Regions from separate parts of the Mus musculus genome. Here regions 1, 2 and 3 are each linked to region 4. Evidence: chromatin contacts called from public HiCAR-type, HiChIP or PLAC-seq and promoter capture Hi-C data. All regions are on one chromosome and are shown on one strand. Each heading gives the region's core, a stretch centred on a gene start, on an enhancer-like site or on the middle of the called end of the contact. The rest is flanking DNA. Distances are from core to core; before and after follow the strand shown. Region 1 holds the start of Frem3 (Fras1 related extracellular matrix protein 3). Region 2 holds the start of Gab1 (growth factor receptor bound protein 2-associated protein 1). Region 3 holds the start of Smarca5 (SWI/SNF related, matrix associated, actin dependent regulator of chromatin, subfamily a, member 5). Region 4 holds the start of Hhip (Hedgehog-interacting protein).

The links. Promoter capture Hi-C pulls out the DNA fragments that hold promoters and counts their contacts. HiCAR-type assays count read pairs that join an accessible place to other places. HiChIP or PLAC-seq counts read pairs in DNA pulled down with a chosen protein or histone mark.
Region 1: an Esrrb HiChIP or PLAC-seq map of embryonic stem cells shows a contact between it and region 4, with 6 times the contacts expected there. The contact joins the promoter of Frem3 here to the promoter of Hhip in region 4. A contact is called at or near these places in 1 of 39 promoter capture datasets (embryonic stem cells) and 1 of 115 datasets of contacts at active chromatin or transcription factors (embryonic stem cells).
Region 2: a HiCAR-type map of astrocytes shows a contact between it and region 4, with 2.5 times the contacts expected there. The contact joins the promoter of Gab1 here to the promoter of Hhip in region 4. A contact is called at or near these places in 1 of 39 promoter capture datasets (cranial neural crest), 1 of 484 Hi-C or Micro-C datasets (embryonic stem cells) and 1 of 115 datasets of contacts at active chromatin or transcription factors (astrocytes).
Region 3: a promoter capture Hi-C map of frontonasal cranial neural crest shows a contact between it and region 4. The contact joins the promoter of Smarca5 here to the promoter of Hhip in region 4. A contact is called at or near these places in 2 of 39 promoter capture datasets (cranial neural crest and frontonasal cranial neural crest) and 3 of 115 datasets of contacts at active chromatin or transcription factors (astrocytes, embryonic stem cells and large pre-B cells).

Annotation. Positions count from the first base shown.
Region 1 is chr8:80,608,224-80,615,925 of GRCm38.p6, reverse strand. Frem3 (Fras1 related extracellular matrix protein 3) reads right to left here and starts at 4,887. Exons shown (of 8, transcript NM_001167898.1): 1 at 1-4,887. The coding sequence starts at 4,846.
Region 2 is chr8:80,876,786-80,884,092 of GRCm38.p6, reverse strand. Gab1 (growth factor receptor bound protein 2-associated protein 1) reads left to right here and starts at 3,614. Exons shown (of 10, transcript NM_021356.2): 1 at 3,614-4,561. The coding sequence starts at 4,490.
Region 3 is chr8:80,733,573-80,741,093 of GRCm38.p6, reverse strand. Smarca5 (SWI/SNF related, matrix associated, actin dependent regulator of chromatin, subfamily a, member 5) reads left to right here and starts at 1,635. Exons shown (of 24, transcript NM_053124.2): 1 at 1,635-2,171; 2 at 4,331-4,405; 3 at 7,238-7,404. The coding sequence starts at 1,998.
Region 4 is chr8:80,053,973-80,061,449 of GRCm38.p6, reverse strand. Hhip (Hedgehog-interacting protein) reads left to right here and starts at 3,442. Exons shown (of 13, transcript NM_020259.4): 1 at 3,442-4,213. The coding sequence starts at 3,935. RefSeq lists an enhancer at 4,974-5,716.

The sequences.
Region 1 (7,702 bases), core at 3,638-6,137, 550 kb before region 4:
CAGTCACAGTGAAGGAGAAACTGTCTTTGCTAGTCTCACTGCCATCGTGACAATAGAGAATCAGGCTCTTTGTCAGGTCCTTCTTGGTGAAAGTGGTCACAGGACGGCTACCATTATATAGAATCCTGCCATGGATGGGGATCTGTGTGATGGTAAAAAGAATAAAATCAGCTGGAGTGTCCTCATCTTCCACTGTCAGCTGAGAAGGAGTGACCACTATGTTGTCCCCTCTTTGCAGGGCTAGTGCTTGGATAGTCAAGGTAGGTTTCTTGTTGTCCTGCTCTGTGACAAATATTCTAAAGATTCTGGACTCAGAGTGGTGTCCTCCAGTCACTCTAAGCTCAAAGTGGTCCAACTTTATTTTATCATTTGAAATATGAACATAGGATATCTTGTTTCTGGCCAGTTGAAGCTGAGTAAAAGAAGCCATGGGCTCCCCAGGCTGGTCAGAGCTTTCCAAGTGGCCTGTGCTAGGAGCTCGTGTGATACTGTAGAGAAGTTGTTCACCAGGGCTGTGGATGTCACTGGTGTTAAGCAGTTCGGTGGTGAGGGTCATTCTGTTACCTTCTGTCAAGGTGACTCTTTTGCTGACTATCTCAGGGACGGCACTGTTTGAGTTGTCAATGGTGATATAGAAATAGCGATCTCTCAAAGTGTTAACACCATCAGTCACATCAAATTTGAGATCAACAGCCTCTCCCTGGCCTGTGTGGATATAATGGATAAGGCCTCTGTCTATTTCATCCTGGGTGAAATTCATTCCCACAGTGAGGTTGTGCTTTGCATCTCCTCCTGGCTTTCTCAGCCGCTGCAGAAGTCCCTGCTGAGGCTCAGAGTGGAGAACAAAACTGAGACTCTTGTTATCAGAGTCGAGATCTATGGCTTTGAGGATATGATTTGTGATGATCTCAGAGTGTCCAGTTTCTATTTCCAGTCCGTCATTGATGGTCAACTGAGGAACCTCATCATCCACCAAAATTACAGCAATGGGCACCGTTGTGTGAGTGGTGTGCCTGCCATCACTCAGCCAGACCTCAAAGCTGTCCTCCGTGCTCTCTGAGTCATCATGTTCATAGGCGATGGAGGAGGGCTCTTGGATCTCCTGCAAGGTAAAGCTGTGGATGGGCTTGCTGCCTGTGGCCAGCTGCTGTGTGATTTGTCCATGCTGGGGGAAGACCGTGAGTCGGAAGTGAAGCTTATCTGATGGGAAGTCAGCATCTACTCCATTGACCAGTGAGGTGTCTATGACCCGGCTCATCCCCTCTAATACCACAAACTCACGGGTGAAAAGTTGAGGCTGCTCATCATTGGTGGGCAAGATGGTTAGAGGGAGGAGGACCTTTGGGGAGAAGTTGATGCCGTCAGAGCAATAAAAGGTGAATTGATCTGCTCCTGGTTCTATTCCTTTGTGGATACTCTGTACATAATTGATGCACCCCACTCGAACATCCTTGACGAAGAAGGCACTGATGGGGTTGCCAGCCCGTGACACTTCTGAACCAGGAGCTGGTGCCAAGTTTTCCAGGTAGCCAGAGGATGGCTGTACAGTCAGAGTGCAAAGGATTTCATCTTTGGAAGTGTCTACATCTTCAATGTTGACATGTTGTGGGGTCAAGAGGTTCTTCCCACCTTCATATACGATGAAGGGCTTTCTTACCAAGACCTTGGGGGCCATGTTATCCACGGGCAGTACTGTTACTTCCACCAGTACCCTCTCCAGTATGTTGTCTCTCATGGCCCGGTGATAAGCATCTTTGGAGAGGATGAAGCTGAAAGTATCATGCACCCTTTGGAAGCCAATTTCACCACTAGTGTGAACATAGCTGACTGCCCCACCAAGGAGGTCCTCTTGGGTGACTTGCTCTGCAGGCCAACCATTCACTAGAATCATGCCCAGTTTAGGCTTGTCCTCCACAATGAAAGATAGCATCAAATCATTTGTGTTCTTTCTGCCATGAGTAACATCCATAGTGATCTCAGAAGCTGCATTTTCAAGGACAGTTAGAGAAGTAGCCAATACTGGAGTCCCTGTGATAGAAATCCCAGGACTTCTGTCAGCCACAGTGGGCTGCACAGAAACCTGGACAGTGATGGGTATATGGTGCACTCCATCACTTACCTCTAGGTAGATGACGTCACTGTCAGTCTGGTCTCTGCTGTTCTGATAAGAGATGCTCCCATTGATAACATCAGCTAGCATAAATGATTCTCCTGGAACCATATATTTTTTAAAGTACTGCAAGTGTCCATGCTGGGGACCCCAAACTAAAATGAAGAAAATTTGATCATCATTGGTGTCAGGGTCTGAAACATTAAGTTCACCTCTGCCAAGAATAAAGCTATCTCCCTCCAAGACAGCGAAGCCTCTATTGATGACTTTTGGTGGCTGATTGTTCAAAGGCTGCAGGAATACTGTGAATGTACCTGACACACTGTTGCCTGCAGTGTCTTCCACCTTATAGGTGAATTGTACAACTCGAGGTACAATGCCAAGATTCCTCTGTGGGGGTCGATAAGCAATTTTTTGATGATTGACCTGGGTTTGGGTAAAATGAACGATGGGTCTACCTGGTGAATCAGTGAGCACGATCTCTCCAGCCTGGACTTGATGGTTGCTGTCAGCGTCTGTTGGTCGCGTCAGTAGAGTGTACCACAGGTTCTGTTCATCTGAGTTCTGGTCAGTGTACTGGAGGTACTTCTGCTGGAAGGGAGTGAGCTGGTATCCTTGCACTGTCATTTCTAGGGTCGTTTCTGGAGATAGCTGAGGCTGCGACGTATCTGCAGGCTGGATGCTGATGGTGAAGAAGTGCTGGTTGGAGAGGTTTGGTGGGTCCTGGTCATCCTGCACATGGAAGGCCAGATGAGCCACTGGAGATGGGCTATGTGGTCCAGGATGGGAGAAGAACAGTCTCCCTTCCATTATGTCTCTCTGCAGCCACTCAGTCACTACCGTCTCATAAAGGCCCTCCTTTTCCACATAGTGCCAGTCACTGTACAGAAGGGACGAAGGGGGCTCAGCCTGCCTCAGCAGCATGTTGCCTGGGTGCTGGCTTGAGCTGTAGGAACCAGGGGCCAGATCTTCATGTGTTTCTTCCTCTTTTCCTTCCAGGTGTTCGTCTTCCAACACAAAGAGGATAGCTGAGTCCTCAGAATCAATATCGGTGGCACATAAGACAAAGGGGGATATCTGGACCACTTGCCCTTCAGTCACGGAGAGTCCCATGTTGGCGGTGAGCACTGGTGCCGCATCATCCACGGGCACGATAGTGATGGGGAAGAGGAAGTCCACCCGGTGGTGCTCACCCTCCATCTTGAGGATGATGTTGTCACTGTAAGAGTCACTGCCATCATGCTGGTACACCACTCTCCCTGCACTTAGGTCTGCCAGTGTGAAATTCTTGCACCCAGCAGGTGCCCCATGCACTACCAGCTGCCCGTGTTGCAAACCTCTGACTGCAACAATTTTTATTTCTTTGGAATTATCTTTATCACTGACCTGAAAGCTTAGGGCATCAGACAAGGGCCTTGCCTGGCCTTCAAACACCACAAGTCCTCCTCTGTAGCTAGCTATTGGAGCCAGCACATTCATAGACTTTACCACCACCATGAAAGCAAAAGGCTCAGAGGTGTCACCATCTTCATCCACCACCTGCAGTTTGAGCTGAAAGACGTGGTCCCCTTCTGAGCTCCCCGTTGGGGGTCGATAGGCTATTTTCAGCTCTCGAAGCTCTTTCTGGGTAAAGAAAGAGACTGGAAGGCCCAGGGGGTCATCTGTGTTCACCACATAACCCTGTCCACCATGGTGTCCAGGTGGGGCCTCGGGTACATTGAGAATGTTGAAGACTAGGTCGTCAGGGTCTGACTCGCTGTCTTCTGCAGCCAGCACATCAGGTGTCAGGGCTGTCAGTAAGGACTGTTCAACCTCCACTATCATTAGAGCCGCGAGACTAGGTATTGGTGCTGTGCTCCTGGCTCGCTTCTGGATTCTGACTTGAATTTGGAAGTACTCCTGGGCCAGCACCTCCACTGACCTAGTACCTTGTGACTCTGGTCCAAGCAGCTCCACTAGCATGGGCACATAGTCCCTGCTGGGTGAGGATGGTGTGGTGGTATGCTGGTAGCGTACGCCAGCCTGGATAAAAGCCTCACAGTCGGCCAGATGGCCCCTGGAGAGAGGGTTCCCAGCGGTGTCCACCAAGAGTCCATACTTGGGGAGTGGTCCGCCAGGGTGAGGAAGCACGGTGAGCCTGCACCTGCTCCTGGAGGCAAAGTTTAGCACTCTCCTGTCGATGGCATGGCTGCAGCCTAGCACTTTAAACACTTTCAGTGGCCTGTTGCGCGCCACCAACTGAAGCTTGGGGAAGACTACATTCACTTGCAGAGTGAAGGGCAGCACCAGCGTGGAATTCCCTGCGTCATAGCGCACCTGCAGCTGTATCCGGGTTCTTGTGGAGCTGGGCGAGCCGAAGTGAGTGTACTTAACCTGTTGGGCCCCGAAATCACAGGGAAATTGGTGCGGGGAGAGCGCGCCTTGGAGCCGCGGGAAGTCCAGCACTGTCACCTTGCACTGATCCCCGCGCTGCACTCGAATCACTAGATCCCGCAGTGGGTTAAGCCAAACCGAGCGGCCCTGTGGCACTTGGAACCCGGAGTTGGCGATCAGAATGCCAGGGTTCTGGTGACTACCACCATTAAGCGCTCCCCAGGGAGGCAGGTAAAGCTCACAGTGGGACACGTTTTCACTCAAGGGTACCCTTTCCCTCAGTGCACAAGTCAGAAGCAGGCAGGTGAGAGTCACTAGCAGCTGCAGGGACATCCCAGGAAGGCTCAGAGAATCTCCAGCCATAGTCCGATGGAATTCTGGAGTTGATATATCTAGAGGATGCCCACTCCAGTGGAAGCAGAGAGACTCTGCGGGAGGGCGGGGATGCTTGGATCCCGCCAGATCCAGGAGCTGCAGCAACTAACAGCAACGGACAAGCTCTCTCTGTCTTTTGCATTCCAAGTCTCCACCTGAGCTGGTGTCAGTGGCCCCCCAGATGTGCCCCAGCACACCGACACATAGCGAGCATGCAGGCACTCCCCGCCGCTTCCCAGTGTCTTTAGCCCAGTTACCTTGATTTGTCACAGCCTTGAGTTGCCTGCCTCCCACTGTCTTCTTTGGATACCCCTTTCTCTGGGAGCCACAAGAGGATTGTTCCTCGGGGCTGGGAAAGTGAGAGTGACTGCGCCTGGGTGAGTTATGTGCGTGGGAGACACCGCTGGCATGGTCTGTTCACCCAGGAGGAATAGTGTCTCTGATTGAGTGCAGAGCCAGTCTCTCTTACCGCTGACAGGAGTGCTTTTTCTCGCCAAAATTGAGTTTCACGTTGGACATTAAAAAAAGCTGGTGGGAGGGATTTTTGCAAAAAAGAATTTCCTGTCTGTCTGTCTGTCTGTCTGTCTGTCTGTCTGATGAAGCAGCTTATTCCAGGTCTGTCAATTCTGCACGTTCACAGCAACCCTGGTAGTTTCTTTGCAGGGTCTTTTTTTTTTTTTTTTTTTTTTTTTTTTTGCGATGAGGGAACAGGATCTCTCTCTCTCTCTCTCTCTCTCTCTCTCTCTCTCTCTCTCTGTGTGTGTGTGTGTGTGTGTGTGTGTGTGTGTCAGGGACGGGGCAGGGGCAGCTTCAGGGTTTGGAGAGTGGGGAAGCAACAATTTCCAGGCTGGCAAACTTGAAGAGCTTTTAATCTGTTCCCAGTGAATGGGTCTCACACAAAGCAATTGGGTGTGGGGGGTCAGCTTCCTGTGGCTTTCTTAGAATGTAGTTTCCATACCTGATCAACACTAGACATTAGCTGTTTCTTTTCTTTCCTGTTACTTTCTTGGTTGGAAAATATACATTAGCCAGGGGAGAGGAGGTAGGAGCAGCAGTGCCCAAGAAAACCCCACAACTAAATCTCTGTGATAATCCATTGCACGCTCGGAACCAGGCTTTCAAATGATGGCCTTTCCTGTCTGTGAGTGACGTGAGTGCCAGGTCTTGACTTGTCTTAATTTCTTAGGGACTAGAAGAATCTGGTCAGTCACTGTTCAAGATAATCCATGTCACCTGATTCCTTTTTTTCATGTCAGGGACATTTTAGTGACTGAAAATAGATGCATGCAAAACTCTTGGTTAAAAAAAAAAGCTTCAATTGGATAATATAAACCTGGGGGTTATATCCACAAATTAATCTTTCGATCTTTCTGCAGTGTTGCAGATGGTTAATTTACTTTAGCAGCAGCAGCCACTGCTGCTGCCATAGCCAGGACCACACCACTGTTTTTTTTTTAAATTTTTTTTAATTAGGTATTTTTCTCGTTTACATTTTCAATGCTATCCCAAAGGTCCCCCATATCCACCCCACCCCCAATCCCCTACCCACCCACTCCCCCTTTTTGGCCCTGGCGTTCCCCTGTACTGGGCATCTAAAGTTGGCAAGTCCAATGGGTCTCTCTTTGCAGTGATGGCCGACTAGGCCATCTTTTGATGCATATGCAGCTAGAGACAAGAGTTCCGGGGTACTGGTTAGTTCATATTGTTGTTCCACCTATACGGTTGCAGTTCCCTTTAGCTCCTTGGGTAATATCTCTAGCTCTTGCATTGGGGGCCGTGTGATCCATCCAATAGCTGACTGTGATCATCCACTTCTGTGTTTACTAGGCCCCGGCATAGTCTCACAAGAGAGAGCTATATCTGGGTCCTTTCAGCAAAATTTTGCTAGTGTGTGCAATGGTGTCAGCGTTTGGAAGCTGATTATGGGATGGATCCCTGCATATGGCAATCACTAGATGGTGCATCTTTTCGTCACAGCTCCAAATTTTGTCTCTGTAGCTCCTTCCATGGGTGTTTTGTTCCCATTTCTAGGAAGGGGTAAAGTGTCCACACTTTGGTCTTCCTTCTTCTTGAATTTCATGCGTTTAGCAAGTTGTATCTTATATCTTGGGTATCCTAAGTTTCTGGGCTAATATCCACTTATCAGTGAGTACATATTGTGTGAGTTCCTTTGTGATTGGGTTACTTCACTCAGGATGATGCCCTCCAGGTCCATCCATTTGCCTAGGAATTTCATAAATTCATTTTTTTAAATAGCTGAGTAGTATTCCATTGTGTAAATGTACCACATTTTCTGTATCCATTCCTCTGTTGAGGGGCATCTGGGTTCTTTCCAGCTTCTGGCTATTATAAATAAGGCTGCTATGAACATAGTGGAGCATGTGTCCTTCTTACCAGTTGGGACATCTTCTGGATATATGCCCAGGAGAGGTATTGCTGGATCCTCCGGTAGTACTATGTCCAATTTTCTGAGGAACCACCAGACTGATTTCCAGAGTGGTTGTACAAGCTTGCAATCCCACCAACAATGGAGGAGTGTTCCTCTTTCTCCACATCCTCGCCAGTATCTGCTGTCACCTGAGCTTTTGATCTTAGCCATTCTGACTGGAGTGAAGTGGAATCTCGGGGTTGTTTTGATTTGCATTTCCCTGATGATTAAGGATGTTGAACATTTTTTCAGGTGCTTCTCAGCCATTCGGTATTCCTCAGGTGAGAATTCTTTGTTCAGCTCTGAGCCCCATTTTTTAATGGGGTTATTTGATTTTCTGGAGTCCACCTTCTTGAGTTCTTTATATATATTGGATATTAGTCCCCTATCCGATTTGGGATAGGTAAAGATTATTT
Region 2 (7,307 bases), core at 2,365-4,864, 820 kb before region 4:
GTAATTTCTCGATGACTTATTTCCTCATTGTAAATACATACGCATACTAATTGTATTTGGATACCTTCTTTTCCTTTCTTTTTGAGGCAGGGTCTCCTGTATTCCAGGCCAGCATTGAACCCCATCCCCCACCCATGAACTTCTGATCTTTCTGCATCTATCTCTCAATGCCAGATACCAGGTATGTACTTCTACACTACTACTACTACTACTACTACTGCTGCTACTACACCGCTGCCGATGCCTGTTTTTAATGTGATGCTGGTGATCACACCTAGGGCTTCATGCATGACAGTCAAACAGCCTACTAGCTGAGCTGCATCCCTAACTACACTTTTTCTTTCAAAGGACTCTCTGTGCTGTCTAAACTTTAGATCCCATCGTAGAAGGATCTAAGAGGTAGGAAAGGATCTGAAATCACTCACTGAACATTCTAGAATGCTGTCTGTAACTCATCATTGGGTGGGGAAAACTGCACAGCTAGGTTCTACTGGAATTGGTCTCTTGTGAGGTATGAGCATACTGTCAAAGCCATGGACCACAGCTTAGAGAAGTGAGCATGAAGAATAAAAGGGATGTCTGATGTTCTACAAAAAAGTCAGACATATCCATAGACTGGAAAAGCCATCTAGAAACAAGAGTGATGTCATATGGTGACTCGGAAAATCAGGCAGGAGATGTGCAGTTAAAGTTGGAAGCTGGAGTAACACTACCTTTTCAGAGTTGACTGATGTGATGCTAGGGCCATATGCTTTAAGGAAGAGGTCTAAATTCAGAAAGATTCTCAAATTGGGCTTGGTGGTGCTCCCTAGTGATCCCAGCTCCAATGAGGCAAAGGCTGGAGGATCAAAAGCGCAAGGCCATCCAAGATAAGGCTAGCAGAGGATTCATAAGAACAAGTCTCAAGACAAAACAAAACACCCTCCAAGCAGGCACCTGCGTTCCTCTCTGGCTGCCTCGGGGTTCTCACCCAGGGTTAATGCTGTGCTCACTCTCTTTGTTGCCGAATGTATCCAGTTCTTTTCTAGCTCCTAGCAGCCCCAGCACCTGTGGATCTACATTGTCTGTGGCTTCTCCAAGCTGTATGCTGCACCTATGGGTCCTGAGAGTTCTGTGTGAAGTCTTTAGCTCAAAGGAGTCAATCTCAACCTACTCCCCCTCCCCTCTTGAAGGGTGAATTCTCCAACATATGCCTAAATATTTATATATTTTTCTTCCATAAAATGTATCAACTAAATTATAGACATTTGGAGGTTAATTACCTGTAATATTTTTTTCTTTCCAAGATAGAGGAGGAGAGAACGTGTCTACCCTTCCTCACTATGGTATTCCAGTATCAGACATTCTGTAAACATTTGCTGTGGAATAAAACTCAGCCCATTTATATATAATAGCATTTCCCAGAATGCCAATTATTTACTTATTTATTCATTTATTTTTTTTGGAGAGGTTCTCACACTGCCTCAGCCATCTACATGCTAACATCAGAAGCATGCGCCATCACACTGCAAATCTTATAATGCACATACATAAATATGATTCAATACATGATGTGAAAGTGGTATAATTTAAATATAATATATAATTTTTTATATAATAATGTGTGGTGGTTTGAATATGTATAGTCCCCATAGACTCATGTGTTTGAATGCTTAGTCCATAAGGAGTGGCACTATTAGGAGGCGTGGCCTTGTTGGAGGAAGTATGTGCGTGTTTGGAGCGGGAGGGCTTTGAAATTTCCTATGTTCAAGCTATGCCTGGTGTGTCACTCAGTCTCCTTTTGCTGCTTGTGCAATATGTGGAGGCATATCTCATGGGCTCAAGCATAAATCTTAGGCAATACTTTTAAAAATTATTCATTTTATGTGTATGTGTGTATGTGTGTTTTGCTTACATGTATGCCTGTGATCCATGTGCATGCCTGATACCTATGGAGACTGGAAAAGGATAGCTGACCTTCTGGGACCATAGAGGTTTAAGAGTAAAATCCAGATTCTCTGCAAGAGCAGCCAGTGTTCTTCACCCAGAGCCATTTGCCAGGTCTTAATGCAACACTTTAAATTCATCTTCTTTTTTGGAGATTGGTTCTTATACTCTATCAAGCTTAGGCTGACCTAGAACTCACAATAATCCTCCTGCCTCAGTTTCCCAAGTGCTGGGGTTGCAGGTGTAAGTTTCTAACTGCAGGTGTAGATTTTTGTATATAGAAATGGAATAAGTGAAACTTATTTGGGAAAAAAGCTCTATTTGAAATTCCAAAAGTTAAATAATACAAGATAGATTACACTTTTCCATTTCAAAAGCACTTTATGGCAAAAACAAAGGGCACTGTCTCTTCTTATATGCAAGGGCTTTTGTCTTATTATTAACTTAGCATCTACTTTTCTTTTCTTTCTTTAATTTCTTCACTCCTGCCTCCATGTCTCTCTCTAGTCTTTCTTTCCCTCCCCCTCCCCTACCTACCTTGGCAGGCCTGGGATTACAGGGGTTCTGCCAGGCAGGGCTCCCAGCACCTTTTCCTCTTTACGACCCCCAAGGTTTCAGACTCAGAACACACATTTATTAGGAGAGCCCCAAACTCATGCTTCTCAGAAATGCTTGTTTATCTATTTGTATTTTCACACAAACTCCCTTTTTGAGACAGGGCCTCTTTATGTAGTCCTGGTCGCCTTAGAACTCACTTTGTGGACAAAACTGGCCTTAAACTCACAGAAATCTGCCTGCCTCGGCCTCCCAAGCGCTGGAATTAAAGACATGCATCACCATGCCCAACTCTTTAAAATTTTTGTCTGATTATATTGCCTTCTAAAATTTGTTCCAAGGCTTTGTTTCAAACACACCCGTAAAGAAGAGTCTGTTACAAGACTGTGTCAAACTCAGCCCAGATATAATAACTGTAAAACACACAAAAAGGCAAATAGAATTAGGGTACCCAGAATGATTTCTTTTCCTGTCCAACATCCTAGCGCAGGTTTTAAACAAACACAACGCCAACTGGAAGAAACAGCCCATGAGTGGAAGCAGTGTGAGACTTTATCCTGTCTTAGAGATACACGCAGCTGAACGCTTTGTGGAGGCTAAGCGGTAGCATCACTCGGTAGAACAGCTCCTGGGTCAGGCCCTAGGCACCCAGGAGGTCCCCCACCCCCTTGGTCTCTGGGTGCACAGTGAGGGTCCTAGCGCGCTCCTGGTCCGGGAGACGCAGTCCTTCAGTCTCTCGAGCAGCCAGGACCCGCTTGAGTGAGTTCTCCTCCTGGCTGGGTTATTTTTTCAGACTGTCAAGTAGGGAAATCCTTCCGAAAACTCTGGATCGCGAAGGCACAGCCGAGTACAAACTCCTGACCCTGGGGGTTGTCAAGATGGCAAACTCAGTCGGAGCTGGCGAGAGTGCCCGGCACTCCCGCTCTCACACTGGGGTGGCGCTGCGTTCCCGGAGACCGCCGCCTTCCATAGCGCGCGGGCCCGGGGCGGCGGGGCGGCGAGGACCCCAGCGCGCCTGCTGACTACAGATCCCAGGGTGCCTCTGCCATCTCGCTCCCTCCCAGCGCCGGCCCCGCCTCCCCAGCCCTTGTTGTTTTGGCTGGAAGCGCTCCGGAGGAGTTTCAGAGAAAGTCTGGGCTGAAGCTAGAGGCGACCGATCGTGGGAAGGGGAGGCAGAAAGGCTAGGAGGAGGAGGGCCGGGGCCCAGGCCGCGCCTCCCCGAACCCGCCGCGCGCCCCCGGGGTGGGGGAGGAGCGCAGGGGACAGGACAGAGGGGTCCCTCCCCGAAGCAGAGCCGCCCTGCGCCTCGTCCCTGTGCTGATCCCCGCCCTCATCCGAGGCTGGAGCGCAGACCCACCCTCCCACCGCGGACCCGCGACCTCCCCGACGCCCGGCGACGCCCTGACCCTCGCTGCTGGTCCGCGAACTCCCTAGGCTGATCAGGACCTGCCCCTGTGCCGGCTGCCACCCGGACGCCGCACGCCTTCCCAGGCGCCCTTTTCCGAGCAGAGGGAAAGAGAAGATCGAGCCCCTCTCAGTGTGAATGCGCCAACGGGCGGAGCGGAGCGGAGCGGACACCGCGCGCGGGCATTGTGTGTGCGCGTGCAGCGTGGGGTCCGCAGCGGGGAGCACCCGCGGGAGGTCCCGTTTCCAAGGGGCGGAGCGCAGGGCTTCCAGTTCTGGGCTCCCTGTCCGGACAGAGTCCCAGCGGAGCCCGACCGCTGCCTAGGCGGCGGGACGGCGCGCCTGGCGGCCAGGAGGGCGCACTGAAAGAAGGTCGGCGAGCCCTGGTCCCCGCGGTTCCCGATCGAGTTCCTCTTCAGTCCGCGAATCTGCGGGAGAGGTTCGATCGCCGACACAGGGCGCGGGGAGCCGGGCCGCCCCGTCGGGGGAATCTGAGACGTCCTCTGGGCTGCGTTTGACTGCCGTGCCCGCCGTGCACGGAGCGCGTCCACTGTGTCCACCGACCCCTTTGGTGTCTGGTCCTCGAGTCCTCACGGCGTGCACCATGAGCGGCGGCGAAGTGGTTTGCTCGGGATGGCTCCGCAAGTCGCCCCCGGAGAAGAAGTTGAAGCGTTATGTAAGTACAGGTCAGGTCACCGTCTGCCCCGCTGCAGCAGCCTGCGCGCCCGGTTGGCTCTTCCACGAATCCCGCCCTCCTTTTCCTCGATCCGTCTCTCGGCCGGCGGGCTCCGGACCGGGTGCGGTCCACTCCCACCCTGACGTCCACTCGGCGGCCAAACTTTCTCCCTCCATATTGCAGACTGCCTCCCTTGTAGGCCTCGTTGCCTGTTAGAGAAGCCCAGTTTTCCAGCTCAAAACTGGCTGCATACTTTGGTTGTTGTTATTTCCATTTAGCAAGGGTGGAGTGAAACAGGGAGAAAGAGCCTTCTTTTATTATCTGTATCAGATTCTCATGGAGCTGTTAAATCTCCCCTCCCCGAGAAACCGCGGAGGTAGTAAGTACTCATGGGTTCTCGATTGGGTCCGCGCCCGCTCTCCTTTGCGCCTCCAGGAGGTGGAGGGAAGTGAACTGTGGACGCAAGAAGTGGATAATATAGGCAAACTTCTCAAAATATTCGCTCAAGGGAAAGGGGAAAAAAGTTCTTATGAACCCTGCCGTCTGCTTAGCATTTTCATGGTTTTGCTTTGAGGACACTGGATTTTGGCCTGAGAACCCTGGCGGTTTGATTCGGCAGGAGGGCGCTGGGGGGAGCCTGGTGGCTGGTGTTTGGGCGCCTTAGAAGCGCTGTCAAGCCCCGCAGGAGGGGACAGCTGAAGCCAACAGGGATTTCTTGATGCTGGCGTTTCTTTTCCCGGGCACCAGAACGGCTTAACTGGTATTTGCGTAATTGATTCAAGATGCTGATTGTGAGATGACTGTGTTCACGGTTAGGAAAACTGTATCTTGAAGGAGCCTATAATACTTGAGTGGAACTATATCCTCATCGGGAATCTAGGGTCCTAAGTCTTCCTTCAGATTGGCTAATTTTGCGATGTACCCTGTCAGTAAAGAAATGACACTTTGTACCGGCATTTGAAACAAGTATTTTTAGGGTGAAATGTGTTTCCCAAAAGCAAAACGTGTACCCACTTAATTAGAGTTTACTACCTGTTTTGATGAAACCTGTTTCTGGTGGAGGGGCGTCTACACCAAGAATCATCGGACTACTCGCTTGCTTGTGTGAAACCAGGCAATATTTATTTTCACGGAGCTCACCAGCGAGTTTCGGGCTCACCTTCTGGTATAATTTAATACAGCCAAGTAATTTCATTGAAAGATGTGATTTGACAAATTGTCAGAGGTTCCCCAAAGATGTCTCTCCATCTGTCACAGTTTGCTTGGATTTCTTGGTAAAGATGGCAACTTGATTCCAGAAATTTGAGAGTGGCAGTGACATCTTCAGAATTAGTTCTAAAGAGACGATTGTGGTGAGGCGATGAGGGGTGAGGAGATAGAGGTAAGGCACTATTTAGGAAAGACGGTTTTAGGATTCTTGAGGAAACTAAAGTACAATATATTTGCTGATCATGCAGTCCGGTGCATTCTTTCATTACTTATGGCCTGCCAGACATACTGAGTTCTGTACTAGGCACCAGCCACAAGGTAAGGAGAAAAGCCTTGCAGGGAAGGAAAATGACAACTAATAAGGGACAGATATGGTGGTATTATATGCCCAATACCACCCAGCACTCCAGAGGCAGAAATGGGAGGCTCCGTGGACAAACTGGTCTCCATAGCAGATTCCAGGCTAGCCAGGACCGTGTCTCAAAAATAGAAAACACAAGCACAAAAACCAAATACAGCTGATTATTTATAAAGATATTAATAATAATATGATTATGTTTACTTATATGTATCATTATATGACCACAGCAATGTTCTCCCACAAAAGTCCCAATCATGCCAAACCTGTTAGCTTCTGAATCAGGGAAGAGTGATTGAATTCAGGGGGGTCTGCGAAACGTGAAGCTCAGATTAAGTCTAAGGTCTTTTCAGTCTAGACTTTCTGTGAATTAGCTGAGAACTCAAGGAAGAAGAACCAATCGGATACACAGTGCTCCAACCTTTGCTCCTAAGTAGTTTTTAAAGTTTGGGGAACAACAAAGTCTTAAAGTAAATGCAGAGAAAGTCAGCCAGAATGCAAAGTGGCTTTTATCTGCATGTCTACATTGAGTGGTGGTGTTTTTATAAATGCCTTCAGGAGAAAACTCAGTCCCTAAATTGTGTTTCAGTAAGCAGGAGGTGGGGGAAGCCAAGGGTTTTCTTGCTTGGTAGAAAACTAGTGGTTTGTGTGTGTGTGTGTGTGTGTGTGTGTGTGTGTGTGTGTGTGTGTGTGTGTTTGTGTGTGGGTATGCACATAGGCATGTATGCACATGTGCGTTTGTGGTGGCCAGAGGTCAGCCTCAGGCATGTCATTCCAGTGGAGCTACCCACCTTGCTTTGCTCAAAGGGTCTCACTGGGATCTGGGGCTTATGGATTAGAGTCGGCTGTGGGCTGGTTAGTGAGATCAGGCATCCTCCTGTCTCTGCGTCACCAGTGTTGGGGTTATAAACTGCAGCAGCATGCTTGGCTTGTTACAAAGGAGCTGGGGTTGGGCTGAGTTTCTTGGGCTTCTGTGGAAAGCATTTTATCACGTGAGCCATGTCTCCAGCTGACTAGTGTTTCTTTACAGTTTAGTGGAGTAGGTGAGGATGGCCCAGGATGGTAATAGACAGGTGACAGCCAAGAGGATGACTGAGGTCTGCTAAGTGACACTTATTTGTCAGGTTTAGTCCTCAGATTTGACATCCTCGGGATGTTGAACCTTTGACTTGGGCATCC
Region 3 (7,521 bases), core at 386-2,885, 680 kb before region 4:
TCGAGACAGAGTTTCTCTGTATAGCCCTGGCTGTCCTGGAACTCTCTGCAGACCAGGCTGGCCTCGAACTCAGAAATCCGCCTGCCTCTGCCTCCCGAGTGCTGGGATTAAAGGCATGCACCACCACCACGTGGCTTTATACTACTTTTTAAAAAAAGATTTTATTTTGCTGGGTGGTGGTGGTGGCACAGTGTACACCTTTAATTCCAGCCTGGTCTAAACAGTGAGTTCCAGGACAGCCAGGGCTATAGAGAATAACCCAGTCTCACTCCCCGCCGGCAAAATATTTTTAATTATGCATATATGTGAGGGGGTTGAATCCCCTGGAACTAGACTTAACAGTTATGAGCTGACATACGGGTGCTGGGAATTGAACCAGTGCTCTTAACCTTTGAACCATCTCTTCCAGCTCCTTATATCTATTAGTTTTTGGAGACACTTTTAGTGTCTTTTAGTCTAGGCTGGCCTAGTAGCCAAGGATGACCGTGCCTACACTTCTCTAAGTGCTGGGATTTGGGGTACGAGTCACGGCATCCAGATTAAATAGTGCTAGGACTCAAGCCCAGGATTTCATGTATGCTCCCCAACAACTCACCAAATGAGCTACAGTATGTTAAACGAGAGCGTTTTCAGGTTCTCCATTTTAGTTAACGATTATTCGACTGGTTAAAACATTTGAAATTATATATGAATATTATCTATTCCAAGAAGTTTGAAAGTAACTCTGGAAAAGACTTTTTATTCAACATAGGTGGGGACTAAATAATGGGATTAATTAAGATAAAGATCTTTTGTGCCTGGGAGTAGGTGGGGGATGAATGGAACAGTGTTTATATTCCGTAGGATTCAGTAGCCTCCATGACAGCCTAAGGCAGGATAAAGAAGCAACACGAATAACGAACACTTGTTTCCTCGGTGTAGCCCTGGCTGTCCTGGAACTCGCTCTGTAGACCAGGCTGGCCTCAACTCAAGAGATCCGCCTGTCTCTGCCTCTGTAGTGCTGGGATTAAAGGTGTGCGCCACCACGCCTGGTAAACACTTCTTGAGACAAATGTGTATTTGTTTCATGCGAAAACTCGCCATCATTTGTCTGCCTTTATCTGCTGCCATTCTAACAGGGCAGCGCGTCTTCTGTCTTAACTTGAACTTGACAAACGCCGAACTCTCTAAACGAAGCCGACTGACGGAGCGAACACGCAGACTTTTTAATTCTGAGGTGATTTTTCTTCTCAGGCGTCCAACGTCACTTAACGTCACGCCCGTGAGCGAAGGCGGCAGGACGACGAAGGCCAGCCCAGGCCTTTGCTCCTTGCCTAACAGTCGCGCCGTTCCCAAGAGGGAGCCCTAGCGCGGCGGAAGACAGCGAGCCGAGCCGTTACGGGAGCGCCGAAGACCCAGCTCGCGTCACTCGGAGGAGCGGAGGCGCAAAGCACCGCCGACGCGCTTCCTCGAGGCCCCGCCCACTCGGCTCCACAGCCCGCTAGAGGCCTGGAGGAGGCGGGGCCAAGGAGGAGCATGCGCACGCGCCCTCGCGAGCCGGCCTTCTAAGGGGGAACGAGCGATCTCGCGAGGGTTGAGAGCGGGTGGCGTAGGTAGCTGTCCTGGTTGGCTGGAGAAGAGAATCCACTCCCGGAGAGGAGAAGGCGCCGGGAGGCCTCTGAGAACCTTCCGTTTTCCTTTCCCTTTCCCTCGGCCCTCCGCCTCCTCAGAGTCAGCCCGCCTTCCCTGACCTCCGTGACCCCGCTGGCCCCGCCCACTCCCGTCGACGTGATTCCCGCCGTGAGGTAAACGCCTGTGGAGCAGAGTCCCGCGGAAGAGGACGGCGAGGCGAGCGGCGCGGCTGGGCCGGCTCGGGTCGGTGGCGGAGCCCTCGCGCGTGAGAGCTTCCGGGCAGGTCTCACTCCTCCGGCGGCCCGGACGCCCGTGTCGCGCAGGCCCAAGCCGCTTCCCTCGGCGCCGCGCCTGCCCGTGGCCGCGGCGGGTGACGCAGCCGGAACATGTCGTCCGCGGTGGAGCCTCCGCCGCCCCCGCCTCCCGAGAGCGCGCCTTCCAAGCCCTCGGCGGCGGGCGCCGGCGGGAGCAGCAGCGGCAACAAAGGCGGCCCCGAGGGCGGCGCGGCGCCCGCGGCTCCGTGTGCTGCGGGCTCGGGCCCCGCGGACACCGAGATGGAGGTGAGCGCGGCCGTGCGCGGGGAGGGAGGGAGGTGGATGCTCGGCCGGCGCGTCTCCTGCTCTTCACCTTTACCTTTTCCCCTCGGTGTAGCTAGCCTAGCCCGACCGCGGATCGCTCTTACGAAACACATGTTCCTGATTACTGGGGCCGAGGGGACCCGTTTCCTCCATTGCCAGGCTCCCCCAGAACTCGCTCAATTTCTCCCGATTTAGGTTTTAGTTTGCACTAAACTTTGAGGAAGGCGAGGGAGATGCCCCTCCGGAGTGGGATTCCCGGGGCGAGGGGCGACGTTTCCCAGCGTCGCAGCTGGGGACTTGCGCCTCCAGTGCCTCATCCCCGTGCTGGCGGGGGCGGCATCTGTCTGTTCTGGGCAGAGACAATGGCGAGAGCTGGAGGGCCGAGTGCGCAGTGGGGATAAGCGGGGCGCAGCTGCTTGTGTGCAACGAGGGGAAGCCCCTCCCGGGCCCTGCTCCACCGGGAGGGGAACGAGCGTGACAGCCGCAGCACCTGTCCTGGATCCCCATCCAATTACGGGTGTATGCATGGAGAACTGAATGAATGGGAGCCTCGGGGAAGGATGATGGGCTTCTAGCTCTGCGCATTGCTTCCTTTTGAAGCCATTCGGAGGATTCGCTGTTGAACCACCTTCTTGGGGCTCCAGTGGGCCAGATGATGGTGACAATACTGGAGGAAGCGGGGAGAGAGTGGAAAATGGGGGAGCTGCCAGGCAGGTCTCTTTGGACATGCTCCCAGGCATTGAGTTGCCTGGGAACAAAGTTACTGCTTCCAATTTTTATTCTTGGCCTTGGCCTTGTTTTGAGGTATTCTGTAGTTCCAGTCTGAAGGAAGACTCCTGGGAGTTTTAATCCTCAGATTGGAAGCAATACTATAAAAGTGAACTTTAGTGCAGGATTTACACTATAAGGAAATGATGGTGCAGTCTGCATTACTTTTATGAGGCAGCTTGGGTGAAATAACGTTAATCTTTGAAACAACTTTTAGTGGGGAAGGTAGGTGTTAGTGTAATGCACCAATTTGAAGTGAATGCAGTTTCAATTTAAAAATGTACTTGATGCCCCCCCCCCCCTTTAAGGTTTTAAGTGGCCTTTTGAGTTTTTAGTGCTGTTTTACTTGGATTCTTAGATTTCTATTCCATGAAATAAAAGAATCTGGACACCAGTGACACTGGTGGCTTAGGCCTTTTAATCCCAGCACTTGGGAGGCAGAGGCAGACAGATTTCGGAGTTCCGAGTCCAGCCTGGTCTACAGATCGAGTTCCAGGACAGCCAAGGCTACACAGAGAAGCCCTGTCTCGAAAAAACAAAACAAACAAGCAGTAACTGACATAAACAGAAAAGAAAATGCGTGAAGAATAAGATTGAGAAAAAAATAGAAACTGTTGATATTCCTATACTGAGAAGACTCAGTTTACTCATCTGATTAATGAAAATACCACTTATTTTGTGTTTTCACATTTGTGTTTATATTTAAGTTTTAATTGAAAAATAGCAACTCAAAAATTAAAGTATTTTATTAGGGTTTAAATGCTCCTGGCTATTTTATTGTCCTTAAAATAATTATCATCAGACTGCTTTTCATCGTCTTAAGTGAATTTAGAGTCAGAATTAGTTTTGAGTTGAGTACACTTGCCTAATGTATTTGATGACCTTAGATACGTTTTACAGTTGGAAAAAAAGACATTGAATTATTTTTTTGGGTAATGTTCTAGGAAGTGTAAATTAGGGACTAGCTAATGCTTCCTTTCTTGTATACATTTCTATAAAATAGCACAGTAGGTAGATGGAATTTTATGATACAAAGAGAACTTTGTTCACATTCAAGTTACTTAATTTGTATTTATAATTTTATTGAAAAAATATAGATTTGTCCATATGGCTTGTATAGAAAGTAATTTTGCCTTAGGGTGTAAATGATATTTTTACCCCAAAAGTTATATAGTTTATAATTGGGAAAAGTGATTATCCCCATAGTATTTTATTTCATCCATATCAGGTTTCATGTCAGGTTATCTGATAGCCATTAAATATCTTGGGACGGGCCTTGGAGCAAGAATATTATTTACAATTTTTTTTAAAGAAATGAGTATAATGATAGTTGACAATCCTTAAACAATTTGATGATTTTCCTTTCCTACCAGGAAGTATTTGATCATGGATCACCTGGAAAGCAAAAAGAAATCCAAGAACCAGATCCTACATATGAAGAAAAAATGGTATGTTCTAGACATGTGAATACTTTATAATGAACTTCTTTGTTAAGATAATTAAATCTACTAAACTTATGTATTTACTTAGAAGCAGTCAGAATGTCAACAGAACAGCTGTTTTTTGTTTTTTTGCAGTTATAGAGTGGTATTCAGACAGAACAATTATCTTTGTATAAGCTTCATCAGAGACAACTGAAGATAAAACAAAAACAAAACTGAAAAAAACCCAAAATATTGCCCCTCCACATATATAACTAATTTGTGCTGTACATCAACAAGAACCTGTTTTAAATTTCCATGCCACTTTACAATCCCTAGACTGTACCAGGCAAAGCTAGTGGCTATTGAAAATATTACAGGACAGGGCTATCTAAAGATACATTCTGTAGTGTGTTAACTGTGCAAAGGAAAGACACTGTGCTGTTAGAAACAAATCTGACACAGCCTTACATTTCAATTTTTTTTCTTTAAATGGAGTTAGTTGTATTTGTGTGTGTGGGGGGGGTTAAATGTTTTATAGACAAGGAAAAAAACCTTTGAGAACCACCTTCCTCTTCCTCATCCTTTCATCCTCTGCTTCAGCTTCCTCCTTTTTCTTGCTCATTTCAGCCTTTACTAACCCTCCCCGCCCCCCTTTTTTGGCCACATCAGGTTTTCCTTTAGTTCTGTAAGCCGCACTATCCTTTTCGTATTTCTCCTTCAGGTTGGTAGGCTCCTTGTCACAGGGCTGCTTATCACCTGCAGCAGTGTTGTTCCACATCTCTCCCAGTTTCTTTGCAACAGAGGACCAACCAGGATGTCCTCCTTTGGTTTTTGGACAATACTCAGAACAGAATGGCAGGAGGCCTCGGGTGCTTTGGTGTCCTTGAACTTCAATTTGGTCTCCCCTTTGTGTGTGGGTGATGTGGGTTTTTATGTCAAACTTTGCCATGTCTTCAAATTTCCCCTTTTCTTTAGCAGCAGACATGGTCTTCTGCCTCTCTGAGCACTTAGGGAACCTGAGGAGCTGATAGAAGCATCCGGGTGCTGCTTCTTGTGCTCTTCTGGAAAGTTTGCACAAAGAATGCATATAGAAGACATTTGCCTTTTAGCTTCTTTGGGTCTCCTTTGCTTGCCCAGGGTTAGTTGGTTTTCCATTGTGAGACACAGAGTCACCCAGTGTCTGGCTCTCACTTGCTCTGTGGAGCTCAGTTTACTGTAATTTTGTGTTTAATTTTTATAAGTAGAACATAGATATCTAATTGAAATATGTATAACATGGGATATTGTTTGCCTACATAAACCAGACAAGTATTTTAGGAAGGCTACATAGTATGATATAATTACTCACTTGCATTAAAAAATACCTTTAAAGAGAGCATTGAAAATGATTGTAAAAAATTTCAGCAAATTGTTGTCTGTATGTCTAGTTTTGTTCTTCACTATGTTCAATGACTAATTAATGCAATTTGGTCTCCGCTTTCTCTCTCTCTCTCTCTCTCTCTCTCTCTCTCTCTCTCTCTCTCTCTCTCTCTCCCTCCCTCCCTCCCTCCCTCCCTCCCTCCCTCCTTCCTTCCTTCCTTCCTTCCTTCCTTCCTTCATATATGTGAATACACTGTCACTGTCTTCAGACACACCAGAAGAGGGCATCAGATCCCATTATAGATTGTTGTGAGCCACCATGTGGTTGCTGGGAATTGAACTCAGGACTTCCGGAAGAGCAGTCAGTGCTCTTAACCAACGAGCCATCTCTCCAGCCCTGGACTCAGCATTCTTACATTGTGAATGGGTTTGTGTTTTTCTTGTGCTGAGGAGCAAACCTTGTGCATGTGTTTACTGTTGAGCTACAGTATCAGCTTCTTGAATAGAGCCTTACTTTATAAAAAGGAAGCTTGATATTTTACTCTTTTTACAGAGCCAGTTTACATCATGTACTTTGCTCAACTTAGTACCTAAAAAGAACTTTATGTTTAAATTCAGTTTTTGATAATAACAGCCAACAGTGAATGCTTATTATGACCCTGTTCTGAGTGCCTTATATATATATGTTTAAACTCAAGAACATTTAGACTGTTTTTTTGTTTGTTTATAAGACAGGGTCTTACTATGTAGACTAGGCTGGCCTTGAACTCAGTTCTACCAGTTCTCAGTGCTGGGAGTAAAGGAATGTGCCAACATCCCTGGCTAGGGTAGAACTTTTAAAATATATATATATATATTTTTTTTAATTTGGTTTTACTTCTCCTTCAAATATTAGAGAATACTTAAAAATATGTTAAAAAGCTTCAAACTCTCAATATTATGGCATATGTACAGAATTAGCATAATATATATGCTAGCAAAATGTAAATTATAAAGATTTTAATAGGTGCTGGAGAAATAGCTCAGTGGTTAAGAGCACTTGTTGTTCTTCCAGAAGACCCAGGTTCAATTCCCAGCACCCACATGGCAGCTCACAACTCTCTGAAACTCTAGTTCCAAGGAATATGAAAACTTCTTCCGACCTCTTCATGCATGCAGGTGGCTCACAGACTGCCAACTTATTAAACAATAATGCCCATATAATTTTAGTTTTGGAAATAATTATATGAATTCATTTAAGTATTACTGTAAGCATGCTATAGAATATTTTCTGTTGTGCCCCTTTGCAGTAAATCCTTCTTGCCCTTAGCCCATTACCCCATCACTAACTAGAACTAAATGTTTTCATTTCTATTCAAATCTATGCTTGTCTTGGCTATGCTTTGGAGAGTCACCCAAGTAGCATGTTTCAGGAGTTTACTTGATTCTTGAGTTTGTCATGCAGACATGTTGAAATTGATTCTTAAAGTTTGATAAAATGTGTCTTAAATTTTGCAGCAAACTGACCGAGCAAATAGATTTGAGTATTTATTAAAGCAGACAGAGCTGTTCGCACATTTCATTCAGCCTGCTGCTCAGAAGACTCCAACCTCACCCTTGAAGATGAAACCAGGGCGCCCACGGGTAAAAAAGGATGAAAAACAGAATTTGCTTTCAGTTGGAGAGTGAGTAATAGTTTAATATTTGATAGTTTAAACCAAATGTGCTTTTTAAATTCTATTTTTTTAAGGTTTTAAATTTATTTTCTGTGGCTTCACAGATCAATGTTTAAATATCTAAAA
Region 4 (7,477 bases), core at 2,193-4,692:
GTAAGATGGCTAATAGGTAATGTTTATTGAAAGTCGGTCACAGTTACCTATGACTGAATTAGACTCAAAAAGAGAACAATAGTGTTCCTGGATCTGCTACTTACAGCTTATTCACACGTGATAAAGTTTCTTATGGTTACCAAGAATGCATGGATGAAAATAGTTGCTGTATGTGAATTGCTTCTTAAACGAGGTATAATGACTGAAAATGACCCTTCTGACTTTGTCCAGGTGTGCAAATGGCTCTGCTCCCTTGTTGCCACCTCCAAGGAAGCTTTCTGAAGAAATACTCCAGTGTTGATCCTCGATTCCTAAGAAATTGATTCATCTGCTGTGGGTTAAGTTCCTAATTTGTCTTCTGAGGAAAAAAAAAATCAGAAGTTAGTTCACTTGTGAAACAGGAGTCAGTGCCTACTTAGAAATTCTATCAGTGACACAAGAAATAAGCGTAGTGTCCTGTAGGGGACAGAATTACTTGCCTTTCGTGATGAATTGTACACAGATCATTTCCAGTTGCACGTGTCAAGATAGAACAAGGGAAGTGATGTAGCTCAGTTGCTATGGTGGTTGCTTTGCAAACATGAAGCCCTGGGATGCTCTTTAAATTTTTTTCTTCGCTCATACAATACATCCTGACTGCAGCTTCCTCTCCCTCAACTCCTTCCAGTGTCCCTTTCTCTCTCCTCCAGTCCCACCCCCTCCACTCTCCACTCCCCACTTCTGTCTTCCCCCAGAAAAGAATAGGTCTCCCAGGGACATCAATTGAACATGACACAGATACAAAAAGACCAGGCATAAACACTCACAACCAGGCTAAGTGAAGCAATGCAGTAGGAGGAAAAGGTACCAAGAGAAGAGAAAAGAGTCAGAGACACCCTGAGTCTCATCCCCATGGTCACGAGTCCCCCCAAAAGACTAAGCCAACAACCATACGTAGAAGACCTAGTTCAGACTTTTGCAGGCTCCATGATTGCTGCTTCCGTCTCTGCAAGCTTTCATGAGCCCTCCTTAGTTGATTCCTCAGGCCATACTCTCCTGGTGCCCTTAACCCTTCTGGCTCCCACAATTCCTCCTCCCCTCCTCCTCTGGGTTCCCTGGGATTCCCTGAACTCTCAAGCTGAAAAGGAAGGGAACCAAAGGAGATTTCTAACCTGGGCTTGCTTTCTGCCTGATGTTTGGTTGTGGGTCTCTGCATCTGCTCCTATCAACAGCCTGAGACAGGCTCTCTGATGACGAATGGACTAGGTACCTGTCCATGAGTATATCAGAGTAGCCTCTCCTGAAGCCCTGGGATCTTATCTGAGCACTGCCTCAAGCAGGCATAATGGTCTTTGTTTACCATCCTGACACTAAGTATGTGGATGTAGGAGCATCACTAGTTCAAGGTCATTCTTAAAGGTCAGTCTTAGATACCAAAGACTTTGTCCTAAGAAGAAAAGAAGGAAATAACTTTGTCTCCTTTAGATCATTTATAAGTGTTCTGCCCCTTGACATTTAGGATCATACCTTATAACAGAATCATAAGTTTCTAAAACCCAGTATTAATTTACGTCAAGTGGGCTTAACCTGGAAGTGTTCAGCACAGAGTCCCTGACCCAACAGTATTAACATGAATTTATCACTTAGGAGTGGAAGCTTGAACACCTGACATATTTTAGAAGGATTTTCATTCTAGGAAAAGACATTAAGATAGAATTTAGGAATTAAAAACCTTAAACCCATGTAGACGTGTTCTGGGATCTGAATTACATGGAATTATGCCAGAAGCTTGTTTTTGATAGAACTCATATCAAGAGCTTCAAAAGTGAGACTTTTCAAAGTCTTAAAATCCTTAGTGTGATGTATTTGATATCCAAAGACTTGTAGGCAGAATGAATGTTAGCCACGGAAACCAGAGTAGTTTTCCCAGTAACAGGTCCACAGTGATGCAGGGCAGTCGTGGGGGTGGGGGGGGGGGGCGGGCATTTGCTTAAGCTGGGGGCTAGGCCAAATGTCTCTGCAGGCTTTAGGTTTATTCTAACAGGACACTTCTTTTGCTTTAGAAACTCCTAACTTCACACATAAAATGTAATCCAGCATCCAGGGACGAGGCTCACCCAGCCTCTGATAGCACTTGAAACGCCATCAGTTACCAGCTTCATCCTCCACCAACTTTCACTGGGGCTTCATGAAATCTGTTTCCAAATATGGTGAACATTCCTCTATTGCCAAAATGGGAAAAACAGCCTTATCCCCTCATCAGAAGCCATCTACAAGGAAATCAGCTTCCCTATGAAGTTCCCAAATAGAAAAAAAAAAAAAAAAAAAAAGCACATTTCACATTCCGTGTGCAGCTCCTGGGAGGTTTGTCCCAATGCCACGGGGCTCCAGTAAACGTGAAATCATAGCTCTTAATAATATGGACATCTTTCTAGAAATGCTCTAAGCAGAACTTGTCCAGTTAGGGAAAAGGGAAATTTATTTGTACTTATAGAGTTATGTGGTGCTTGTATTTCTATACTTTACATAGGAGATTAAATTCTTCCTCTTCTATATTTGCACACCAGAAAGTTTGTGCCCAGGGGTGTGTGCGTAACATGTACTTTATAAATGCACACAGTACAGCCAGTTTGAGATATCTACAGGTGTCTTCCAGACGACTTAGTCTGGGTGTACAGGTGGTCCCTTTAGGCCATCTTGCATAAGCCTGGAGAAGGACTCAGATTCAGCCCTCTCTGGGATACCCAACCCTTCTAAGCACATGTGTCTCTGTGCCCACTGCAGTACCTCCAAGAACTTCAGTGAGGACCTGTGGGTGGCCCTTTGCAAAAGTCTCCAAACCACCTCAGCCTACACAGAAACTTGCAGCATCTGGGTTCTTTCTCCTCTCTTAATCTCCAGGATCACTGAAGACCAGCAGCATTTGTCTATGCCTGCCAGAGAGGGAAAGGCACCGACAAGCTCCCAGACGCCAGCTCCAGCCCACTGACTGAGTCCATCCCTCCCTGGGCTGAGGGAACCAGACCTGGTGGGCAAAGCCAGGCAAAGATTCCTCCCTTCTCACCTCTCCTTGTCCCCCTTTACTCACACCATCTGGGAGCATCAGCCCCATCTTCTTGAGTGGCAGCAACGTACTTTCCTCCCAGGCTGGGCATCAATGGCCAGGCCACCCCCACCCCGGCACCGTTGCGTTCCAGGTTCCGAGCCCCAGAGGCTGGCTCGGAGGGCTCCCTCGTCCGTGTCCCCCCCCCCCGGCCCCCCCCCCCCCCCGGCTCCTCCGTCCCCGCCCCGTCGCAGCCGGAGGCCACCCTGGGCCCCGGCGAGCGCTAGCTCCTGGGCCGCCCCCTCCTCTCTCCCCCATCCCAGGCGGGGGCGCGCGAGCGGCGGTGACGTCAAGGGGCGCGCGGTGGCAGCACCTCCCCGCGCGCTAGTTAAAAAGAAGAAGAAAAGAGGGAGCGAAACATGAGAGGCTGTGTGAGAAGCTGCAGCCGCCGGCAGAGGAGACCTCAGCATCCTCGGGAGCCCAGCGCCAACCCTGCCTCCGCCCGGCCCGCTGCCACCACCGCCGCCCTTTCGGTTCCTGCTACTGTCTCACCTAAACAACTCCCATTCAGCGGACAAGCGAAGTTCTATGACTCTCTTCTCCTCTCCTTCCTCCTCTTCTTCCAACTCCTTCTCCTCCCACTTCCCAACCGCTGTGGAAAGCCCCTAACCCAACAGACGCTGGCAAGGCTGCGGACAAGTGTCATCTGCACTTTATCTTGCTGCTCCTACTGCCCTAAGGCAAAGTTGCATAGCTCTACATCTTTCTTTCCCAGCCACCTCCCTCTGCCCCCAAGAGCGTCCCGCCGCCCCGCAGCACTCTCCTGGAGCTGCGCCCTAGTGCCCCTGCTGGGCAGTGGCCTTTCCCCCACCCCATCCTCCCGCGTCCTGCCCTTGCTGCTCCGGGCAGACGATGCTGAAGATGCTCTCGTTTAAGCTGCTACTGCTGGCCGTGGCTCTGGGCTTCTTTGAAGGAGATGCGAAGTTTGGGGAAAGGAACGAGGGGAGCGGAGCGAGAAGGAGACGGTGCCTGAATGGGAACCCCCCAAAGCGCCTAAAGAGAAGGGACAGGCGGGTGATGTCCCAGCTGGAGCTGCTCAGTGGAGGAGAGATCCTGTGTGGTGGCTTCTACCCACGAGTATCTTGCTGCCTGCAGAGTGACAGCCCTGGATTGGGGCGTCTGGAGAACAAGGTAGGCAGTCCCCTGCCTCGTACGTGTAGCTTGCTGAGATGCTGATAACTGCAAGAGAGTCCAAACCTAAGTAGTTGTGATAACTTTTCTAAGGTGATTAAGTGTTTTGGGTGTGTGTTCTCAGCAGTGTGCAGATAGATAGCTCTTCCTGCTCTGGAGTCGGTTGTGGGGATGCTGGTCAAACTTGCCTATCTATAGAGAGAGACTTTTTGTGGTACCCGCGTCCTGGTCTGAGCAAATATTTCAAAAGAATCGAGATTAGCTGTATTTTGGATCAAATGGAGCACTTGGTGAGGTGAAACTGTAAATTAGGGTGGCTGTGGTTTCCGGTTTACTTTTCTGGGGGCAAAAAAGATTTGTTCAGTTTTCTCCACGTGCTCTAACTAGCGAGCAGATTGAATTATAAAGGCTCTCCGGGCACTGTTGGTTTATGATCCTAAACCCAATCTGAAGGGTCTAGCGTGCATGACAATGTGTTAAGTCAGGAGAAGGGAACTCCTGGTACTGAAGAACTTGGGAGATTTTGCTGGACCTTCTTACTCGGTGGTTTGTCCTTCTTGTATCGTGGATCCAGGTTTTCACTGGTACTCCGTAGTCTAGGAGGATCTTGTCTGGAAACTTATATTTCTGAGTGATGACATATGAACTTCCCATGCATGATTAGCTTATCCAAGAAGTATCTGCCCCGAGTGCAAGAGGTCACTGGTCTTGATTCTGCATCAGATTTATTTTTACATGGGATGCTGTGCTGTGTGCTGTCTGTGGGATCCTGTCATTAACAATCACTGCACGGGGAGATAAACAATCAGGTGTCTCTGCTTCCCCTCTCTTTGCCCATTTTAGGTTTAATTAAGAATTCCTGTTACAAGCCTGCAGTTGTCAAGGTCTGAGAGACACTTGGAAAACTTGTGCTCCACTCTTGCTGGCCCAGGCACTAAAAAAAAAAAAAAAAAAAAAAAAATGCCCAAGCTGAATCTAATTTTTATGCTCAGTTCACGGTAGATTTCACCCTATTATCATGTAAACAGCTCCTGCGAATCAACATATGTGTCTGGGTGGTACCTCTCACTTTGTTTTGTAACAAAAAGCCATATTGCATCATTTAATTTGCTCAAGTCATGCAAATAGGAAAAAAATCAATAGGACAAAAAGGGGTCGGCTTATCCTCCTCCCTACTAAACTGCTGCCCACACACAGCGCCCTGTTGCTTATGGCCAGGGAATAACAACACCGCCATTGTGTTTGTTAGTTGGTTCACTAATGGCTGAAACTAGAGAACATCATTCTCTTCCAGTCGCCAGCTCCGTCCAAATGTCCATGCCTTTTGAGGGAACGTTTGTCCGGCCCACTCTGTTCCCAGATGAGTGAGAGCTGTCTCGTGCGGGTTTCAGCTGAGGCTCCCTCTTTATTCTTACCATATGCAGCCGTAGTCTGAGATGGGGAGCAGATAGTCCAGCAATTTATTCACAACAATGTCATTAAGCTCCAGCCTCCTAATTGAATGAAGCAACAGAAAGAGCTCAGTCCTGAGCATCTTAAAGGCTTCTCCCGGGAGTCCCCACCCCCATCCTCAAGGGGGAAACTCAGAGAAAGGTGTAGAAATATTTACTCCCCATAAAGTGTCCCTGGGTGTCATGTATGCTGCGAATATGAAGAGGATTCGGAGCCCCCCTGCAGTGCTGACCTCTTCCAGAAACATGTGGAATGCAAACTTTATTCTATAGTGAGGAGAAGGGGCAAGAGAGAAGACTGGGGGAGCGGGGGAGGGGGGTGTATGGGGGGGGGTGTAGATTATAATCCTTAAGGGAAGATACATTAGAAAAAACCTTAAGGAAGATAATTATTTAGGCAAAGTCTGCTGTGTTAGCTGTGCATGTTCCTGTCTAAGCCCTTCCAATCTCCACCAGACTCCACCAGATTTGTTTGGAAAAACGTGCGGACCAAGTTGGATCCAGCAGCTTGTGCTGCTCTGTTGCAAGTGGTTTATAAACAATACTCAAATTGTTCAAGGCAGAGATTGGGTACAGCCATACCCGTAGATTCTTGACCTACGTTCTCACTTTTTAATAGTTTGTAAAACATGTTATTTTATAATAAACATCAGTGTCTCCCTTCCCCCCATAAGCCTTCCCGGATTATAATGTATGTTAGGGTTTCATTTTATAAATGTGCGTACAAGAGAGATGGAGGGCTATTTTAATGAGCCATTTGTTACTGTTATTTTTCAAAAGAAAAATACTCCCTGAAAAGATTTTTACATTTCATCAACTTTTCAAGACAAGTAGTACTACGCAGAGTGTCCTGAGGGAAGAAATTTCTAAGACAAACAGATAATGAGAAACTACTCAGCAGATTGAGCGTGCCTAACAAACGTGCTTTAGTGAGCTAAACATTTAGTTCCGTCTCTCAGACTTTATTACTATGTTCGTATGTTTGAATTCCTTGTAGGTTTTAATAATGTTATGTAATATATCATAAAGTTATGTGTTAACTACAATAACGCATAAGAGATGCCAAAATTTAGTAGGATGTGTTGTCTTAGCAAAATTGCTGCAGACCCTAAATACAGCATGCTAAAAGGATCTAATTCTCATTATACCCTATCAAAATACTCCAGTTCTTAAACTTAACTTGTAGTCACAGAGGAACAGCTTCTCTCTCTCTCTCTCTCTCTCTCTCTCTCTCTCTCTCTCTCTCTCTCTCTCTCTCTCTGCCCTGGTGGTTTCACAGCCAAAGCTGTCAAGGAATGGGTGAAAAGTAATTGTTTTCAAGTGTGCCCTTTTACAATCACTTGTTTGCTCTGGCCCTTGCAGGGACAAAGGCTATTGTTGAACACATCCAACTAAACAAATAACTCATCCCGGGGTCCCTTTAACAGCTGCCTTCGTACAATGATCTATTTACATATTAGCCTAAAATTGAAACTGAACTCTTTAATGACATAATCCAGCACCATAGTCCAGAGGCGCGTGTGTTCTGCCCAACAGCTGAACAGGCTTGCAGGCATATGATTTTTTAGAAATTGCTTTTCTGTGGACCAAGTGATCTTAAAGCGACATCTTAATATACTGTCATGTTTTTCTCCTTTTCTCCTTTTATGGGACCCACATGGGTTCTCTTTTACCTCTTTGTTTAGTTACTCGATAAATAAAGACAAATATAAGGGGGTCTCTGCCACCTATTTCTCTGCTGATAAGCTGTAGTCGTGGGCTTTCTGTAGACCCCAACTTATCTTACCTTTCTTGCATAGATTTCACTTTCCCC